Regions from separate parts of the Mus musculus genome. Here regions 1, 3, 4, 5 and 6 are each linked to region 2. A link is a contact called in public Hi-C, HiChIP or PLAC-seq and Micro-C data. All regions are on one chromosome and are shown on one strand. The core of a region is the stretch at or near the end of the contact, and the rest is flanking DNA. Distances in the headings are between cores, read along the strand shown. Region 1 overlaps Nrp1 (neuropilin 1). Region 2 has its middle 110 kb from the start of Mir21c. Region 3 has its middle 47 kb from the start of Gm32590. Region 4 overlaps Nrp1 (neuropilin 1). Region 5 has its middle 25 kb from the start of Gm32590. Region 6 has its middle 9.2 kb from the start of Gm32590.

What was found. A called contact is a pair of places that touch in the nucleus more often than the background predicts. HiChIP or PLAC-seq counts read pairs in DNA pulled down with a chosen protein or histone mark.
Region 1: a Micro-C map of muscle stem cells shows a contact between it and region 2, with 2.9 times the contacts expected there. The contact joins two enhancer-like sites. A contact is called at or near these places in 3 of 484 Hi-C or Micro-C datasets (adipose-derived mesenchymal stem cells, cerebral cortex and muscle stem cells).
Region 3: a Hi-C map of bone marrow-derived macrophages shows a contact between it and region 2, with 2.4 times the contacts expected there. The contact joins two enhancer-like sites. A contact is called at or near these places in 1 of 484 Hi-C or Micro-C datasets (bone marrow-derived macrophages) and 1 of 115 datasets of contacts at active chromatin or transcription factors (bone marrow-derived macrophages).
Region 4: a Micro-C map of macrophages shows a contact between it and region 2, with 6 times the contacts expected there. The contact joins two enhancer-like sites. A contact is called at or near these places in 1 of 15 datasets of contacts at CTCF or cohesin (the NIH/3T3 cell line), 9 of 484 Hi-C or Micro-C datasets (Th1 cells, bone marrow-derived macrophages, cerebral cortex and 5 more) and 1 of 115 datasets of contacts at active chromatin or transcription factors (pancreatic cancer cells).
Region 5: a contact with region 2 is called in an H3K4me3 HiChIP or PLAC-seq map of bone marrow-derived macrophages, with 6 times the contacts expected there. The contact joins two enhancer-like sites. A contact is called at or near these places in 1 of 484 Hi-C or Micro-C datasets (bone marrow-derived macrophages), 1 of 115 datasets of contacts at active chromatin or transcription factors (bone marrow-derived macrophages) and 1 of 9 other capture datasets (bone marrow-derived macrophages).
Region 6: a contact with region 2 is called in an H3K4me3 HiChIP or PLAC-seq map of bone marrow-derived macrophages, with 5 times the contacts expected there. The contact joins two enhancer-like sites. A contact is called at or near these places in 1 of 15 datasets of contacts at CTCF or cohesin (the NIH/3T3 cell line), 2 of 484 Hi-C or Micro-C datasets (bone marrow-derived macrophages and nephron progenitors) and 2 of 115 datasets of contacts at active chromatin or transcription factors (bone marrow-derived macrophages and microglia).

What each region holds. Positions count from the first base shown.
Region 1 is chr8:128,464,007-128,466,916 of GRCm38.p6, forward strand. All of the region lies in intron 8 of Nrp1 (neuropilin 1), which reads left to right. Gm32643 (a long non-coding RNA gene) reads right to left here. Exons shown (of 7, transcript XR_003947627.1): 4 at 1,169-1,258. Among named protein-coding and RNA genes, the nearest start is that of Gm32643, 28 kb to the right of the region's middle. Within about 2 kb of position 1,630, at least 24 of the 459 cell types and tissues checked have an H3K27ac peak or open chromatin away from gene starts, as enhancers often do. A contact at or near this core is called in muscle stem cells, where this site is marked.
Region 2 is chr8:128,163,602-128,166,979 of GRCm38.p6, forward strand. No RefSeq gene overlaps it. Among named protein-coding and RNA genes, the nearest start is that of Mir21c, 110 kb to the right of the region's middle. Within about 2 kb of position 1,535, at least 69 of the 459 cell types and tissues checked have an H3K27ac peak or open chromatin away from gene starts, as enhancers often do. A contact at or near this core is called in bone marrow-derived macrophages, macrophages and muscle stem cells, where this site is marked.
Region 3 is chr8:127,850,883-127,854,209 of GRCm38.p6, forward strand. No RefSeq gene overlaps it. Among named protein-coding and RNA genes, the nearest start is that of Gm32590, 47 kb to the left of the region's middle. Within about 2 kb of position 1,494, at least 3 of the 459 cell types and tissues checked have an H3K27ac peak or open chromatin away from gene starts, as enhancers often do. A contact at or near this core is called in bone marrow-derived macrophages, where this site is marked.
Region 4 is chr8:128,487,360-128,490,351 of GRCm38.p6, forward strand. Nrp1 (neuropilin 1) reads left to right here. Exons shown (of 17, transcript NM_008737.2): 12 at 538-597. It overlaps Gm32643 (a long non-coding RNA gene), which reads right to left. Exons shown (of 7, transcript XR_003947627.1): 1 at 1,014-2,992. Among named protein-coding and RNA genes, the nearest start is that of Gm32643, 4.1 kb to the right of the region's middle. Within about 2 kb of position 1,347, at least 62 of the 459 cell types and tissues checked have an H3K27ac peak or open chromatin away from gene starts, as enhancers often do. A contact at or near this core is called in bone marrow-derived macrophages and macrophages, where this site is marked.
Region 5 is chr8:127,779,211-127,782,588 of GRCm38.p6, forward strand. No RefSeq gene overlaps it. Among named protein-coding and RNA genes, the nearest start is that of Gm32590, 25 kb to the right of the region's middle. Within about 2 kb of position 1,996, at least 6 of the 459 cell types and tissues checked have an H3K27ac peak or open chromatin away from gene starts, as enhancers often do. A contact at or near this core is called in bone marrow-derived macrophages, where this site is marked.
Region 6 is chr8:127,813,376-127,816,533 of GRCm38.p6, forward strand. No RefSeq gene overlaps it. Among named protein-coding and RNA genes, the nearest start is that of Gm32590, 9.2 kb to the left of the region's middle. Within about 2 kb of position 1,591, at least 47 of the 459 cell types and tissues checked have an H3K27ac peak or open chromatin away from gene starts, as enhancers often do. A contact at or near this core is called in bone marrow-derived macrophages, where this site is marked.

The DNA of each region.
Region 1 (2,910 bases), core at 380-2,879, 300 kb after region 2:
AATATGATGGGGTGTTTCACAGAAAGATACACACTCAGGCAAAATATCCTGCTTTACAGGTGATTGGGGGAAGGAATGTTTCCCTTGTTTCTCTAAAGCAGCTGCATCATTTGGCAAAGGGGTTAGGGAACTGGGAAGACCACACTGGAGGACTTCTACAGGGTTGTGAGACCTCAGCCTATGCTCTGCTCAGTGGTGTTCTCTTCCCCCATAGTCATGCATGCTCCTGTCAATCAAAGATGAGGGCGACCTTTCCAGACACCACAACATCCTTAGGAAACTCCCCAAGCCCTCAGAGGAGGCCAGGTGATGCCCACTGGGAACTACTGCCATAGCTAGCGATCACTTTCTCACTCTGGAAACTGATTAACTAGCTGTGCTCAGTTTGTTATTTTAAGGTCAAGCACAGAGATCTTACGGTAAATTCATACCACTCATAATAGCCACACCAAACCCCTCCCCGTAACATCATCCACTTGTCTCTTTCATCCAAAATTGATTTTAAAGTTTCAAAAAAAGAAATAGTGTTGCCAAACAAAATACAGAATCCCCAGTTAAGCTTGGTGTGACTTAAAAATGATAATTGTTAGTTTATGTATTTCCCATTGCAGTATTTTGGATACACTAAGAATTAGTCATTGTGTCTCTGACATTCCAATCTAGTTGGATATCCCATTTCTTGTTCTGTTGTTTATTTGCTTGTTAAATTTAACAACATGGGCAAAAGTGGGTCAAGCCTGTCTGCTAAGGAAACCCTGCTGTAAACTAGCATCTCATTCAAACCTTGAATTAATTGTTAATGTAATTTTTCCCTCATCATTGTTAAAAGTGAATTATGGGCTAAGTTGAGGAAATAGCTCAATCAGTAAAGAACTCATCTTACAAGCATGGGACCTGAGTTCAAACCCCAGAGCTCACATAAAAAGGCATGCATAGTAGCATACACTTGTAACCCAGAGCTAGGATGGTGGAGACAGGAGGCTCTCTGGGACTTGCTGACCAGCCAGTCTAACCTAACTAGTGACTCCCCAGGCCAGTGAGAAGCTGTGTCTCAAAAAACATCATAGAAAGTACAAGATGATGTCCTTTGTCTCTCAGACACATGCCCACAAATGCACAGTATGAGTCTTGTGGCTTCCAGTCAAGGGCAAGTCAAGGTTCAACATACTGTTTTTCAGAAGAGGCATTCGCAGAGAAATGTTGGAGGCTGGCTCAACACACTGACTTCTGACTGAGAATGGACCGGCTTTCACCATGTCTGGGGAAAGAAACAGTTCAGAATCTCTGTGTAAGAGAAAGAACATCCATCTAGCACAGTCTCTGCTCTGCTTGTAGGATCCAAATTAGCTGTGTGTTTCTCAGATGGTAACATCTGACTCCCTTTGCCAGCCAAGCATCACCATTGTAAAGAAGCCGGTTGGAAGTCAGGCAGGTGTGATCACTGTAGCCAAGAAATGGGACTTCTGTTTTTAAGATAAGAGTTTCATAGTCCTTCAGCAAATGGCTTTGTTTAAATCTTTAAAAATAATTTCCATTGAGTTTATTCTTGGTTTCCAGATTCCCACCCAGAGCAAATAGTCAGGCTGGGTTACAGGAAGGCGTCCTGAGAAACGACAGCTGCTTTTGACTGTTGTAATACATTGATTCATTCAGCAAATATTTTTTGAGGTTGACAGTGTGCAAAAACAAGCTCAGCAAGTCTCAGAAAACAGAAAAATATGACTTGTTTCATACCCTCAAAAAATTAGGATCCAACTTGGCAAATGGCTTGGTTGTGAGTATGCTTGCCCAACATACAGGAATCCCTGAGTTCTGCACCCAACACTGCAGAAACCACATGGCAGTTGGTTCTGCCATGCAGAAACCACATGGCAGTGCACACTTGAAACCCCAATACATAGGAGGTGGAGGTAGAAGGCTCAGGAATTCAAGGTCATTCTCCAAGGTGAACTGAGGGCCAGACCGGAACAAGAGATCTTGTCAAAAAAAAGGGGGGGGGGGTGTGAAAAAGGCAGGAAGGAAAGAAGAAAGAAAGGGAAGTAGTGAGGGAGAAAGGGAAAGAGAGAGAACATAAAACTTGAACTAGCAAAAGGCAGTTATCTAAAAGAGTGGATACGATTGCCAATACAAGAGAAAATACAGATCAAGTATCATAAGGCATATCAGAAAAAAAATGTGTCTAATTACAGACAGAAATATTGACTAAGCAAAATAATATTTAAAGATGAGTCAGTGTTTTCCACAAATTAAATGGTGGAAAGAGCAAGATGATAGGTGGGCCTAGAGGATAGAAAGAATGTAAAAAAAAAAAAAAAGCCCTAGCCCCACCCAGGGAGGAAGTGCTTCATCTCTCTAGTATCAGTGACTGTGCAAGCAAGGAGCTGGGATGTGCAGTGTTCAAAGCCTTGCTTGAAAGTCCTGAGTGTGGAAGACATAGCATCAGAACTGTATAGCTCATGAAGAGAGGTGCTGACTGACCCATGCTTCAGGTCAACGGGGCTGGACTTAAATCACTTAGGGTGGTTATGCTTTCTATATTGCTATTTATCACATTATGTAGAATGGAATTGTTTCAAAGAAAATTAGATTGTCACTCCTATATGTCCCTAATTGAATAGTATGGTGTTGCAAAGAAGATAACTGGTGTTGGTTATTTATTAAGCAACCAACCAACCAATCAATCAATCAATCAATGATGGATACTCTCCCGTTGCTACAGAAAATGTGAAGAGGTCCATTATGTACTCCATTGCTCTTGGGGAGTTTATAGTCTATCTGTGATTACAGACTCATAATCCCACCCACAGCACATCTCTGTCCCAGCTGGGAGCTACTTCTGCCTGGGCCATCACATTCCCAGGAGGGGAATCATCCCAAGTAGGCAGAAGTTTCCATGACTCTTGAACTGCA
Region 2 (3,378 bases), core at 285-2,784:
CCTCAGCTCTGTGGCACAAAGCACTAGGTAGATGAAGTCTTAGATTTTGCTGGATGACCTTTTCTGTAGAATCCAGGGATTTCAAAAAGAAAAATAAATGAACCATGACAAGTCCAGGGGAAATGACATAAGTTGACAGAGTCATTGCCCAGGAGTGTAGAGAAGTCTCCAGGTCACACACAAAGTGTCTACTATACAGCCACACTCTCAGCTCCTCCTAAGACATGCTCCATGGCTGACCCCTCTTCTTCCCTTCCCTTTCTCCTTCTCTTTCTTTCTCCTTCTCTTCCCTCTTTCTGTAAAGCTCTTCATCTCTCCCTCTCCTCCTCTTCTCACTCTCCATCACTCCTCCTTTACCCCCACATTCTCTCTCCTTCTCTACCTTTCACCTTCCCACTGCCCTTCCTCTGCCTTCTTTGAGTCTTTGACACAGGATCTCAAGCATCCTTGAACTCACTATGTTGGAAGGATGACTTTGAACTTGTGCTCCTCCTGCTTCTGACTCCCTAGTGCAGGGATTAGGGGTGAACACCTTCATTAGACAAGCACTGTGCCAAATGATCATTATCTCCAGCCCAATTCTGAGAAATATCTCTTGACTTCTACAACCCCCTTCACAGTTCCTGCTTTGAGCTCCATCAACTCATCATTTTTGTTTACTTGCAATGCCCTTCCCAGGATCATCTGTTCAGCTATGTTGCCTTTTGAGCTAGACTGGAAGATTCTAAGAGCTGGAACTACCCCACATACTTAGCTCTTCCCAGTGTGCCTCACAGTAACTCCCTCCAGACTGTAGATACACAACAAACATTGACAGGTAGACTAGGAGATTCTTGTTTCTGTTTTTCCTGAGAGTTTTTCCCAATAGCTTCATAAAGCAGGTTTCTAAACTGGCATGGATAAGGATTTGTCTGCACAGTTCAATTACTACATCTGAGTACCAACCTGCCAAGGCAGTGACACAGACCTCACTTTGTCTCATTGAAGGGTTATGGAGACATTATGCTTTCTGCACTTTGGCTTTTGTGAGCCTGTATAAGGAAAGCACAGAGTTTGTGTGTATGATGAGGGACTCTCCTTTCCCTCTGGGAACATATACCCATGTTGTGTTTGCCTATGGGCTCTCTCCAAGGTGCATTCAACCACAGCTGTAAGGCTCTGATCAGTGACCTATGGTGTCCCCCAAAGAGATGATGGAGCCCAAAAGCAGTGTTTACAGCCCTTCACTCTTTGCTGGAAGCCCTTCAGGCTGTGCTTTACAAATGAGGTTTTAAGCCGCATCACCTGAAGATGGATTTCTGTGCTCAGTCAGATATTAGCAGTACATGGTTTGGGTGGTATGAAATGGGAGTTTAGTGAGTTTAGTCCCCCCTTCACCTTAGGCTAATTATTAAAGAAAGTGTTTGTAGGCCTGCCGACTCTCATAATTCATCCTGACTCACACTTTTCTAGAGTCAGGCTTACAGAGCTCCATCTGCAATGCTGTGATCATTGCCAGAAGAACGTGGTAGGACTGAGTCATACTCCCCCATCTGTGATGGCGTGGGACCCTTGCTAGAGGAATGTGGTAGGACTGAGTCACAACCTCATACTCCTCCATGTGTGACGGCAGGAGCATAGCTGATGAGTGTTGTGGAACCAAGTCATCATTCCACGGTGCAGATGAACTCAGGGAACTTCATTCAGAAACAAGTCTGCCCTTTCCTTCTTCAGTGTGATGGAGTTACATATCCTAAGTCCTCCCATGAGCAAAGCAACCACAATAACCAGGTGTTCTAGTTTGCTTCTCACTGCCACAATACAGATACCATGGTCAACAAACATGGGGAGGGAAGAGTTTTTTTTGGCTTACTCATCTCAATCACAGTCCATTATAAAGAGAAGCTAGGACAGGCACTCTAGCAAGAACTGCAGCAGAGAACATGGAGAAACACTTACTGACTTGTTTCCTAAGGCTTGCTCAAGTTGATTTTTTTATACAACTAAAGACTAACTTCCTAGGGATGGCATGGCCCACCATGAGCTGGGTCCTTGCATATCAATCATTAATCAAGAAAATGTTCCACAGACTTGCCTACAGGCCAATCTTATGGAGCCATTTTCTCAACTGAAGTTCTATCTTCCCAGATGACTCTAGTCTGTGTCAAGTTGACAATGAACCTAACAACCACATCAGGTGACAGACTTTGATACCACTTTCAAAGAACAAACTTCAAAACTCCGGAAAGGAAATAGACAAGATACCAGGTGCCCAGAATCTATCGCCTTCTAAAAAGCACATTAAGAAGAATGGAATCATTTTTCTCCTTAGAGAACACTTACCTTGAAATATAGTCAACTGCCCTGGAATCTTCCATTTCTACTTTCTGCTTTTTCCCCCCTCTCTCTATAGTGTCTGCAAATTTGCATTCCTATGACATATGTGTATATTATGCACTTGAAAATTTTATATAAAGAAAGTGAGAACGGTGGCACGTAAGACTCTAAGAACGTTAAAGATTTAGTGCAACACCTAATTTTAGAGGTAGAGATACTGATCCAAAAGCAGGCCTGAGGCCCGTTTACAGGAAGCAAACAAATGTCCTACAAGAGATGGTAGTCTGGCTCAGCCCCCACCCAGTGCCCTCTTCAGCATGACTGGCATATACGTTAGCTAGACATTACACTGAGGCTTCCACCCACTCTGGCACAATCCCATTAGCGGTTATGAGAGTCCTATTATTAGAAAACAGCTACTGAAAGTATTCTCATCTCAAACTCAGGAAGTGGAAATGAAACCGAGAGTATTTAAGTTTGCTAAATAGAACACTGGAACAGTCCTGACATCCCCATCCTCACCCTCAAAATGATGAGGTTAGCTGGATGATCATTGATGGGAGCATCTCTATCTGAAACACCTATGAAGTCTAAGTCCTGTGAGTATTCCCCATGAGATTTGCTCTTTGTCTCTCCTCAACTGTGACTCTTGAAGGATCTCGAACTTCTATTTTTCCAAATATAAGATGGAGCTAATAATAATTGCCAAGCTGTGGTGACAGTAAACAAGATAATTCACGTTTATTCTTTGAATAAAAAGCAATGTGAAAATGCACCGTGAATCACTTAGGCAGCTTGCAGATAGCCAGGGACTGTGGGATAAAATTAGCCCAAGATGAAGAGGGATGCATTTGTTTGATGGATTCTTTCTCATGGATGCTCAATTCCAAGGTGAATCTTCTGCCTTTCAGAAATTGTGAGCCAGGATGAACTCAGGGCCACTATTAACATTTAACAAAACTGCACATTATTAAAATGGTAATCTGCATTCACTTCAGAGAGGTAAACTCCAGTGCACTCCATGCCTAGGGTTTAATGGCATTCTGCTGCTAGTTTAGATTG
Region 3 (3,327 bases), core at 244-2,743, 310 kb before region 2:
TGATGGGTGGCAAATGCCTCCTTTTGTGATGAATACACTCTTGTACTAACTCAATCTCATTTCATGGTCTAATTGCATGTGGACCTGGCTGTCCAATACATGGCCTTTGGGGACACATTCCACCCATAGTGGCCCACCATATGGCTTGTCTTGAAGAGTACTCCATGTGTACTTAGGAAGTATTTGTGATCTGTAGTTATTAGGTAAGCAAATAGATTAGCAGAATTTGGCGATAGGGGTCTCGAGAGTGAAGGAAAAAGCGAGGCCCAGTGTAATTTAGCTGAAGAAATCCTAGCCTCATTCTCTGGGGCTCCAAGCAGTTGGGTGTATCTAGTACTTTCAACTGGCTTGGATTTAGAGGGTATTATTTTTGGGAAAGGGAAGCTCTGAGGAAAAAGGCTGAGTGGGTCAGCAGAGCTGGTCACCTAAATGGTGAAATATTGGATGCTGATCTCAAAGTCCCTGACATAAGGCAAGCAGGAAGTCACATGCTTTGATGTCTATTACTCACACTAATATTGTTTTTGAGATAAAATTACATCAGTTAGACCCAAAACAGAAGAACTCAAAAGAAATCCTCCTAAAGAGATGAATTAAACAATATTGAAGGCAACTCCAGGGAAGCCAGGCTAGCAAGGGTCTTAAAGGACTGACTCTTGTCTTGAGTGTCCAGGGTGGAAGGTTGTAATGCGACCCACACTCAGAGAGGCAAGAGACACTGCTTTGATAAAGCCTTAGAACAGTGGTTCTCAACCTGAGGGTCATGACACCTTTGGGGTTGCATATCAAATATTAACATTATGATTCATAACAGTAGCAAAATTATAGCTATAAAGTGGCAGTGAAATAATTTTATGAGCAGGGAACAGAACGAATTAAGCATTAAGAAGTTTGAGAACCATTGTCTTAGAAGAATGGGGAACCCCAAAAGGGACATAAGAAGAGAATATGTCTTGATAAATATTTTCAAGATCTTTACATTACTAAAGTATGAAGTGGCCTATCCCTGCCCATATCCCCCAACTTTTGGGGCTCTGGGTCAAGTGCTAAGGGTGAGGTGTCAGTGAAAATGGAGAAACAAAAGTGTCAAGAGATACCAGTTCATTTGGATTCATTCATAGCACACAGGACAGTGAGGTAGCAGGGATATGGCAGGGCTGATGGATGCAGGAGGGCACAGCGACTGATTTTCTCATTGGTCCCCTTCACTTCCCCAAGCTAATGTTTCCTTGAGACTGATGCTTTTCTTCTAGTTATCCTGCTGGTGTGATTCATAGGCAGTACCGTGCTCTCCCATCTCTACAAGCTCTTATCTTCTTCCCAAGCTGCTAGTACTGTAACGTTTTTGCTGGGAAATTGACTATTAATATGGAAGGATTTAGTAACAGCAAGAAGAGAAAGAGACAGTTGAACACTTACTTAGCCTCTGTGATCATTAAATTGGTTACAGTAGTACAGCAGAGGTTCAATACAGGAACCATGGGATGGCCCAGGCCTTTTGAGGAACTGAATAGGCTTGGCTTGGAGAAGTGGACAGAACATCTTGTGTGTGTTTATGTGGAGGCCAGAGGTCAAACTTAGGTATCATTCTTCAGGAGCTTGCTTCTTGAGACAGGAATGCTCTGACTCAGTTAGACTGACTAGCCTGAGAGTCCCAGTGACCTGGGACTGTCTCTACCTGCTCAGCAATTGAATTGTGTGTGTGCCACCAAAATGCAGCTTTTACACAGGAGTTTTTGGAATTGCATTTAGTCTTTGTGTTTGTTTGGCAAGTGGTTTTTCAACTGAGCATTTTTTTCAATTTTAATGTTTTATTTCTTACTGCTTTGTTGAACTTAGTTGGTCTATTTTTTTTCTATGGAACCTTCAGGAATTTCTGCATGTAAGATACATCATCTTTGATCATATTTTACTATTTGAATGCATCTTCTTTTCTTTTCTTTTCTTTTCTTTTCTTTTCTTTTCTTTTCTTTTCCTCTCTTTTCTTTCTTTTTTTTTATTGGTTATTTTATTTATTTACATTTCAAATGTTATCCCCTTTCCCTGTTTCTCCTTCACAAACCCCCAACCCATCCCTCCTCCCCCTGCTTCTATGAGGGTGCCCCCCCCACTCCCACCTCATTGCCCTAGCATTCCCTTACACTGGGGCATAAAGCCTTCACAGGACCAAGGGCCTCCCCTCCCATTCCCTGGGAGCTCTGGGAGCAGGGGTCTGGTTGGTTGATATTGTTGTTCTTCCTATGGGGTTACAAACTCCTTCAGCTCCTTCAGTCCTTCCCTAACTTCTCCACTAGAGTTCCCGTGCTCAGTCTGATGGTTGATTTTGTGCATCCCCATCTGTATTTTAACCCAGAATTGCTCCTGTCTAAAGGAAATGCAGGGAAAAAGAGTGGAACAGAGACTGAAGGTTACGGCAGAGCCATTCTGGAGACAGCTATATCAGGCTCTTCTTGGTATCAGCAACCACTTATTGATATCAGCAATTGTGCCTGGGTTTGGTGTCTGCATATGGGATGGATCCACAGGTGGGGCAGTCTCTAGATGGCCTTTCCTTCAGTCTCTGTTCCACTCTTTTTCCCTGCATTTCCTTTAGACAGGAGCAATTCTGGGTTAAAATTTTGGAGATGGGTGGGTGACCCCATCCCCTCAACCGGGGCCATGTCTAACCTCAGGATATGGTCCCTACAGGTTCTTTTTTTCCCCTTTGTTGGATATTTCAGCTAATCTCATCCCCATTGGATCCTGTGAGCCTCTTGCTTTCCTGGCATCTGAGACTTTCTAATGGCTACCCCCAGTTCCCCATCCCCCATTGCTACGTCTGTTCAATTTCCTGACCCTCTGTATGTTATCCCTGTCTCCTCCCATACCTTTTTCCCCACCCCTTCTCTTTTCCTCCCAAGTCCCCCCTCCCCCCATCCTCTACCTCCCATGACTATTTTGTTCCCCCTTTTAAGTAGGACTGAAGCATCCACACTTTTGTCTTCTTTCTTCTTGAGCTTCGTGAATTGAGCATCGTTTTAACCACTATCTTATCATTGATTTGATGGGACTGAAGAAGAGGTGGTTCACCTGTATATAGCAGTAAATGTGGTTTATATAATAACATGTACTGAGGCACAGGACTTAACCAAACGCTTGAGCATCTAGCTGCAGGGAAAACATGTCTTTTGTTCTTAGATTAACTTACAGTATCTCTGAGAAGTAAAGCAAGAACTTTCCTGAGAACCAAGGGAGACCTGATCTTGTTTCATGGTTCTATGTAGTAGACCTGCAATGTTTTCCTAACTTCTCTGGGTCCTGAATAGATAATCTTATTCTGGGTATAGT
Region 4 (2,992 bases), core at 97-2,596, 320 kb after region 2:
GTAAAGCTGTTAGAGTTGGGACTATGGATCAGTTGATAAGGGGCTTCCTGTCAAGCCTAAGGACCTGAAGTCAGCCCCTAGAATACACACACACACACACACACACACACACACACACACACACACACACAAAGCTGAGTATAGTACAAGCTTGTAGGTAGATAATGGGTCCCTGGGACTCACTAGCCAGCCAATCTAGCCTACTTGTGTAACCCTGTTTCAAAGGAGCCAAGTGATATTTCTGACATGACACCGCAGATTATCTTCTAACATCCACATGCACATGCTCCTGCACACTTAATGCAAATCTTCACACACATGTAAACATACACAAAACATAGCATGCATAAAATTAAAACAATCTTATGGTAATGTTGTTTGAATTAGATAGACTAAGATTCAGTCAAATGTGATTGGTCCTGGAAGGAACTAAAGTAAGAGTTTTCTGTGAGAAATGTCTAGAGATGTGAGCTTGAAACATTGTTGCACACTGCCTCTGTTTTCTTATTTTGGTATGCCGCTGCTCTTATTTTTCAGGAGGCACCACTGTCCTGGCCACAGAGAAGCCAACCATTATAGACAGCACCATCCAATCAGGTATCAAAATCTAATGTGTCTATATTCCATGTACCCCTTCCAATCCCACTTACCAAAATAGCATCACTGAGCTTCCTGGCTTCAGTTGCTCTAAAGGCCTAGGAGAACAGCAAAGCTGTAAAAGCCACATGCTTTTGGTACCCAGTAAGCCCCAATGAACAGGGTTCCCTTCCTCATCAGTCATTGCTGAATGACATGTCCCAGCTACCCCCCTCCCCCCAGGGAATTGAGAGACATACTTTGTTTAATTACAGCACAGCTCTGATGTGGCCTGTGTTTGCAAACTAGAAGAAGGAAAGAAATCTCACAAGCCACAGCCTAACTATTTATTTTCATCACCATTCTGCAAAATCAAGAAGCGCAAAGTTTGTCTGTTGTGCCTGCCACAGAGTTGGCAGTTTTACAACAGCACTTACCACAAGACTGGCTCAGGAAACCAAGGTTTACACTGTGCCCGGGCTGAGAAACACCCTGGGAGCATCCCCCTTATCCTTTAGCTCAGAGGAAAACCCAAGGACTCTGTCCGCCCAACCGTGCGTGCGGGTTATCAAAGGCTGCCCTCTTTTGTTTTCTGTTAGTATTCTGTGACATTCTTCCCCACAGACTCACATGAAGGGAAGCAGTTGTATAAGCAACCAGAGGTTTTTTTTTTTTTTTTAAATACTTTAGAGTTAATCATTAGAGGAAGGTGAGAGGGTCAGCTTCCCAGATTCTTCCATTTCCTTTATTGAAGTTCACTCAGCCTTGGCCTCTGCAGTCATTTATTAATGGACCGTGTGGTGTGTATCGGTGTTTCCTCCACACTGACTGCCTCACAGAGGACTAGAAAGGACTTCCCTAATTAGCATGCTTCCTTAAAGGCCACTGTTACCATTGACCTAATTAAACTGTAAGACAAACTTCTTTGGAACTTTCCCCCAGTTTTCAGGAGTTCAGCTGACAAAACGCTTGCTCCCGCATCCCAAACCCCTCAGACGTTAGGCAAAGGAAATCCCCCAAATGCTGTGTTCCTGCTCATACCTGTTGTAATTTGACTTTAGTCACAGTGTCTGTCTGCAGATATTTTACTCTTCCCTGTCTGTTACCAGGAGGACGGCCCTGGTCTGCAAATGGGGCTTCTCTGTGGGGGTGAAGCTGTAGGACTATGACTCTCAATATACTGTCTTTGGCCCTCTATCAGAAGAGGATGAAGGGAGTATATGAAGTTGTGATGACGCCATGTACATTTTAGTTGCTCATCTAGTTTCTTTTCTTGCCAGAAGTGATTAGAAGCACCCTGAAGTAGTCTCTCTACTGCTTCGTTAGTCTCTCATCTCCTCTATTAAACGAGCATGGCTATCTTCAAAAAGCATGAAAGTGAGAGTCATGGTGACCACACCAGGAGAGGTTTTGATAACACATTTGCTTTCAACAGGACCTCTTGGTCATGCTTGTGAAGGTCTTATAAACAAGGGGCTGTCAGCCCAATCTTAGCATTCACCAAAGTCAGAGGGCAGGTGTACAGCGCATGAATCCATAAGATTTGTTACTACCACCATCTAGACAAAGACTGGTTCTAACAGCCTGGCTGATCATAGAGATAGACAATGTCTATATGGTTTCCTGTTTATTCCATTGTCTGAGTTATAAATCTGGTCTTCAGCTCCTCACTGGAGGGTCATGAACTGTTGACCTTTAAAAGCTATCTGTTCACTGCAACCTTCTGGTTAGGTCACTGCATGGGCCTCACAGAGATGGAATGTGCTTCCAGACAGAGGTCTAGCTCAAGGTGAGGCTGACCACACCTAAAACTTGATGCATTACAGGCCTCTCACACTTCACAGATGGCCTCAGACAGACCCTATGTCTTCATCAAAATTCTGTTTACCTGAGCAGTTACAAACTAAGCAAAATCTTAAGATTCTGTTTTAAGAACTGAGTGGGTATCTCAGTAAGTGTATGCAAGCACTTACCCCTGCTGTGCAAGCATGAATTCCTGAGTTCCATCATCAGAATCCACACAAAAGCAGAGTATATGGAGCATGCTCAGAGATAGAGACAGGCAGATCGCCATGGCTCACTGACTAGCAGGCTTGGCCTACATGGCAAGTTCCAGGCCCCAGTGAGAGCCAATCACAAAACACAAGATGGATGGTGCCTGAAGAATAACATTTGAAATTGACCTCTGACTTACACATAGATATACACACATACATGAACATGTGCATACACACACACACACATAGAGGAGAGAAATTTATCTTGAGGATTCTGATCAATACAAGAAACTCAGCAGGAATACAATATCCATATACTGCCTAGGTTGCTGTCATTAGAGGCATAAAAGGGTATTCATGCTTGGACAGACCCCTCTGTTTAATGCAGTTCTCTTTACAAAGGACTTTGACCCTCTGAG
Region 5 (3,378 bases), core at 746-3,245, 380 kb before region 2:
AATGGAAGGAGTCCCTTTCTTCACTGTAATAAAAACCAGGCTGTCTTACAGTGAGTGCCCTTCGAAACAGAAATCAAGAGATGATTTGAGCAGAATATTAACGCTGCTCTTTTAGACTTCTGGGTTTTATCCTATTTTAATAAACTAATTTAAAGCTGATCTCTCTAAAACACAATCTACATTTGTGGAAATGTGAGTGTTTATCACAGGGTTTGATGGTGATCTCCTGACACTCTATTCAGGGAAAGCAGAGGGAAGGCAGGCAGCAACCATAGTCTTTTGTGCACTGTGTGTGCTTGAATGAGCCAGATGGATGCGTGATTAGATGAATTTGGGTTTCTCAGTCATTTTATTGCAGCTATTGTTATACTTTACAATTCATGGGCCATAATTTTTAATTCAAGAACAGAGCGGATCTCATCTTTGGGATAGCTTCTCGGTATCCACTGATGAGGTCTTTTAGAATAAGGCCATGATCCCAGAAAACAAGGGTTTCTTTTATTATGCATTGGTTTGATTTAACCACACCCAACAGGAAATCTTAACACTTCTGTTAATTAGGGTGTTTCCTGGGCAGCTCTGAGGCCCCAAAGCTCAGCAGGCATCAGAATTACTTTAATACCTTCCCCCTTTAAAATCCCCTTGTGAGCCAGGAGCCTGAGCTGCACTGTGGAAGTTCATCAGCTTACTCTGATAGAACTGTTCCTCTCCATTATTCCTCAACCTTTTGTGCAAGAACCATTCCCCTTCATCACTCCCCTTTCTCACAACATTTTGATTTCTCTCACACACTACAAAAATCCCCACCACACTTTGTTGTGTGAGCTTTGCCCCATGACTTCCATGTAGCACACCTTCAACCTCATTTCTATGTAGTTGAGCTTGGCTATAAGACAGGGTGCATGCAAATGAAAAGGAGAGAAAGGACCAGAGAATTGGAGGTGTGGTGAGGTCTGATAAGAACCCATGAGTCAGTTTCTTCAATGATGCAGCCATCATATGTTGCCTATGCGCTTATAAGTAAACCTTGACACACACTACAAAGCAACCCCAATTAAACTTATTGAATCATGCACACACAAAGGCATGGAAGCTGAAGTTGAAAGTTGGGAAGAGGAAGAGGGTCATTGAGAACAGAAGAATGATGTCATAATGAAACTCAAGAGCCAAGACAGTTAGGCGGGTGTCTTAGGGTTTTACTGCTGTGAATAGACACCATGACCAAGGCAAGTCTTATAAAAAACAGCATTTAATTGGGGCTGGCTTACAGGTTCAGAGGTTCAGTCCATTATCATCAAGGCAGGAGCATGGCAATATCCAGGCAGGCATGGCACAGGCAGAGCTGAGAGTTTTACATCTTCATCCAAAGGCTGCTAGTGGAAGACTGACTTCCAGGCAGCTAGGATGAGGGTCTTAAAGCCCACGCTCACAGAGACAGACGTACTCCAACAATGTCACACCTCCAAATAGTGCTACTCCCTGAGGCAAGCATATTGAAGCCATGAGCGTGGGTAAACCTACCAAGCTGACAAACATGATCTGAATTGAGTCACTGAGACTTACATGGAGGAAGCAGAGAAGTGACTTCCACAAATTGACTTCCTGACCTCCATACTCATGGTACTTCACATGTGCATACCCCTCCACACACACACACACAAGTAAAAGAAGAGGAAGAGAAAGAAGAAGGGTGAGGAGAAGGGAAAGGAGGAGGAGGAGGAGGAGGAGGAGGAGGAGGAGGAGGAGGAAAAAAAGGAGAAAAAGGAGGAGCAGTTGTGCTTTAGCTAAGGGGAAAACTAAGTTTCTGAGGTTAAAGATCTTCTATGACTCACAGAATAATCCCAATAAACTTCAGCTGACTGATACCCTCACCTTACAATGTAGTGATTATGAAGAATCCATCTCCAGGAAGTTGAATTTGACTGGCCCAAGGCCAGACAGCCAGTAAGGAAGGGATCCAGGAACTGAACAGAAGGAAGTTGGCCCTGGCAGCTGTGGTCACCATCATCTGTGCTCTACATTTACACCCAAACCATTCATTTTTGCCTGACAGCTCTCTTCCCCTGGGCCAATCTGCTGGAAATTCCCAGTGCTAACCACGTGCATGAGTGTTTTTTAAGTCATCCTTCTTGTGGGTCCTTGGGTGATATCACTTAATTTTTGATATTTTAAGAACTCTTTAGAAATCACATCTAAAATGCAGATTTGAGCTGGAGATGTAGCTTAGAATGTTTGATCAGCATGTGGAGTAGACCTAAATTTCATCCTCAGAACCATAGAAACTGAGTGCGGTACCCTTATAATCCCTACAGTCTGGAGGTAGAGGCAGGAAGGCCAGAAGTTCACCTCATCTTTGGCTACATCAATAGTTCCAGGCCAGCATAGCATATATGAGATGCTCTCTCAAAAGTGAAGAGAAATACAGATTTCCATTCTCAATACCTGAGAGAAGAGGATTTAAATGTTCTAAGAGGGGTCCCGAGATCTAGTGACTCTTGGTCACTGTGCTTTTGATGTCTCTGATCCTCTTGCCCTTGGTGGCCCCACTTCTATTGCAGAAGTACTGCACTTTGTTTTCTGGCATTACTGGGCTTTTCTGCTGGAGACTCCCTTCATGATGAATCTTCACCCTTGATAGTAAAACATCACTATAGTAAAACCACTCAATAGCTCTACACCTGGAGGTTGTGCTGTTCCTTTTGGAGAGCATCTTGACAATCATCATCTGATTAACAAATCACCTATGCTTTTAAATACAGAAGCAAGAACTTTATGAGTGCATTATGCTTGAACATTTTGTTTGAACCTTTCTTAATTAGCGTAATTACTAAAATATGTGCCAGGACATGATATTTTAAAAGTGAGGAACCACTTTTAAAGGGAAAACTTGGGCTAGAAAACATGATAGGATAGAAAGATGTAGTTCAATGGAAGCATGTGCTTAGCATCTATGGAACTTTGGGTTGGGTCTTCAGAACCAAAGTGTATATATAGATACACAAGATTGAGGTGGGTTGCATTTATACCAAGTATCTGCTGTGCAATACAACATATATTGCTAGACTTGAACAGATTAGCAATCGTCTTCTGATTAACAAATCACCCATGCTATGAACTTCCTTCTTTAACTTTTAAAAAACCTTTTATTTACTAATCTCTTGATTCCCCATTTGTACTGTAGCTTGTGACCTTCCTAACAATTTAAGCAAACAGGCAAAGTGATCAGTGCCATGATTCTTCATGATAAAGCACTGCCCAGGAGTTTGAGTAAGACCCAAGAGAGTTGGTAAATGCCATAATACCGGAATGAAGCTATGGTGGTAATTTCACAGTGAGTTCATCTGATGTCACTTGGACCCCCTCTATCTAATTCCTCAG
Region 6 (3,158 bases), core at 341-2,840, 350 kb before region 2:
AGAGAACTGCAAGCAACTAAGTGAGAAGAGGAGAAATAGTCTTCCCCATTAGAGCATCTAACACCAAACGGTCAGTCCTGAAAACTTACATACAAGTAGCAAATAGTCTGAAAAGGATACACTTATGTATTTATGTGTATATACATATGTAACAACAATTGATGAAAAAGAGAGTCCATGAATTTGGCAAAGAGCAAGAAGAGGTATGTAGGGTTTGGTGGGAGGAAAGGGAAGTGAGAAATTACGTAATTATATTATAATCTCAAAAAAAAGAAATCATCTTAAAAATTTAATCTAAAAAAAATCACCTTCAATATTTTACATGGTTGTCATGGTGACCGTTTTGACAGACACAGGATCATGGTTCCTTATGTGGCCTGGGATTTGTGTCCAGGTCTTGGTGGATGGGGACAACTGCCGAACAGTCTTTTTCTGCTCTGAGATCCTGAAGGATGCTATGCTTGTCACCTCTGCTTGCTGCCGTGCTCCTGGCTACTCTACTTCTGCTAAGCTTTCTGGTGGAATGGGTATCTGTACCCGTGGGCCTTCAGATGGAAAGTTCATTAGCAAAATACAGAAAGCAAATAGAAGATCTGGCAGTTTCCTTAGCAGGAATCCCTGGGGTGTACACTGGTGAGCACCTGGGTTTTCAGAAGTGAAGGGTGGGCTGTGGGGATGATGCTCAGTCTCTGGGGCTACAGGCTGATTCCTGTCCTTTTTTCCCAACCTCCTCGAGATCCTCCTTATTATTCTACAGTGTACTTCTAAATATTTTTGTTTTTTTGAGAGTCTTAGGCATTTACCTTCCAAAAGACAATTTTGAATAAGGTCAAAGGGATATCTGCTGTCCCCACTTAGAATATACAAATTAAAGAATTTATTTCCCAGGAGCTGGCTTTAATTATTAGTCATATGGAGGACTTGGGGATCCTGACTTGGGAATCAGGATATTACGTCGTCACGCTAGAAGACTGTTTTGAACCTTCACAGACTGATCCAATTAATTGCTCCTTCCCACTTCTTGCTGCCTTTGTGAGCCATTAGTCCCTCTTTTGAACTCCACTTCCTGCTCACCACTCAACCTTCACAATCCCACACAGATACTCTTTTTTTTTTTTTTCCCTCCCCTTTATCTTGGTCTCTGTTTTGGTTTAGCTGTCTTTCCAATCCTCTGAATGAAGACTTGACTTGCACATAAGGGTGTCACCTGTGAACTGTACTTCTTGGTGGAGGATGGAGGGGACTGGGATTCATCATTCACTGAGGCCCCAGTGTGAAGTTTCTAGGGCCATGATTAGTTCACTTGACAATTAGAGCTGTCATCTTGGTACAGTGGCTCGTAGTTGAGCCTACCAGCTCTTCTGCATCTGTGGAGTCATGATCAGCCCTGTTTATCTCTTTTACAAAACTTGGACAGGGAAACTCAGCAACCTGGGTTTTGCCCTGACCTCACATGAGCTGGAATAATGCTGGTGGTTTGTACTGAGAAGGAGGTAAGGTAATCTCACACAAGCCAAGTTGTAGGGAAGAGACAGCGATGTATTCTTTCGAGGTTACACCCCCAATGACCTACTTCCTGAAACTTGCTCCACCCCCTGTGCCTTCTATCCCCTCTCACGAGTTCATTCAACTATGAATGCACCAGAAGATGAAGAGGAAGCTGAAACTAGCTTCCTCATGATGTAGCCACAGCCTGAAAGCCGAAGGTCTCAACAGGGTACTGAGGACCAAACCTTCAATGAAATGAGTCTGTGGGGGGATACTTCATATTAAAACTGTAAGGAGCAGAGAATGATGAAGAGAAAGACATAGTTTGTGGATCGTGTATTAATATATGAGTTTCAGAGAATTAATGCTTGTTCTCAAAATATACCTAAGCATCTGAGGAAACCGAACAAAACTGAGAGAGGTGAAGGAAGAAAGGATGCTTCTAAAGATAGATGCATCGCTTCCCCTGCCTCCTCCCCCTCTCCCTCTTCCTCCTCCATTTCTTATGAGTGCAGGGATCACAAGCCTGTGCTACTACACTCGGCCAAATGGGGTTTTATTTCTCTCTTTTTTTTCTCTTCTCAAAATAGCTTCCTTTGATTTTTTTTCAATCAGTATATGTTCATTATATAAAATAATGTGTCTCATTTTGGCTCGTTCATGTGCGTATGCTATGCACTTTGATCATACCCACCACCATCCTCATTTCCCCCTCCCCTTTCCACTGAACACTTCCTCTTGCCAAATAACTTCATTTCTACTTTCTTAAAAACCTAGCCTCTGATAGGAAGAAAGGCGTGTCATACTTGTCTTTCCAAGTCTGCCTTATTTTTTATATTATCGTTATATCCAGTTCCATCCATTTTCTTAATAATATTATTTTATTCTTTGAGGCTAAATAAAAGTATTGTATACATGCACCACATTTTCTCTTGTCAGTCACTTCTTGATGGACAAGAAGTCAGAGGTGTCAAATTGATGGGACAGAGGCCTATAGCATGATTGTGCTCAGAGTAACCTTTGTGTTCCTTTCTTCTTCATTATCCTATCCCTGGTCTACTCGACCTTGCAATCATGATGCTTTCTATCTGCTCCAACAGCCCCACCCTGCAAGAGCTTTATACTTGTGCAGCCATAGCCTGCTATAGCTCTGGTGTCTCCCAGTCCAAGATACCTGCACATGTGTGTTTCTCTATGTCACAGTAATTTGGATGTGCTGGTATACATGTGTTGCATATGTGTGTGGAGGCTAGAAATCAACCTCAGATGTTGTTCTTATTCTGGTGATATTCACAAAAGCTCCTGGAAGGAACGTGAATGGTGTGGTTGGAGTCAGGAAGGACAGACCAAGGTTGCTGGGGTGTGCTTTAGCTCACACTCAACACCTGCTCAGGTGAAGCCCAGGCTATTCACAACTGGAAAGAGGGCAGAACGATCTCCAGAATTCCAGTTTTGATATTTGACTTTGTGCCTTTTTTTTTTTTTGTCATCTCGTTAAGTGATGTGTTGGAAATAGTAATGTTTGCAATAGGGCTCTAGATATAGAAATATGTTTCTTCCCTAGAGTTAGCCACCTAGCTGGCCAGTCCTTTGTGTTTGGTTGGTTTTTGGCTTGTATGTGTGTGTGTTTTGCATGCAGCTCAGTGTACAGATATGCAGACTCATGCATA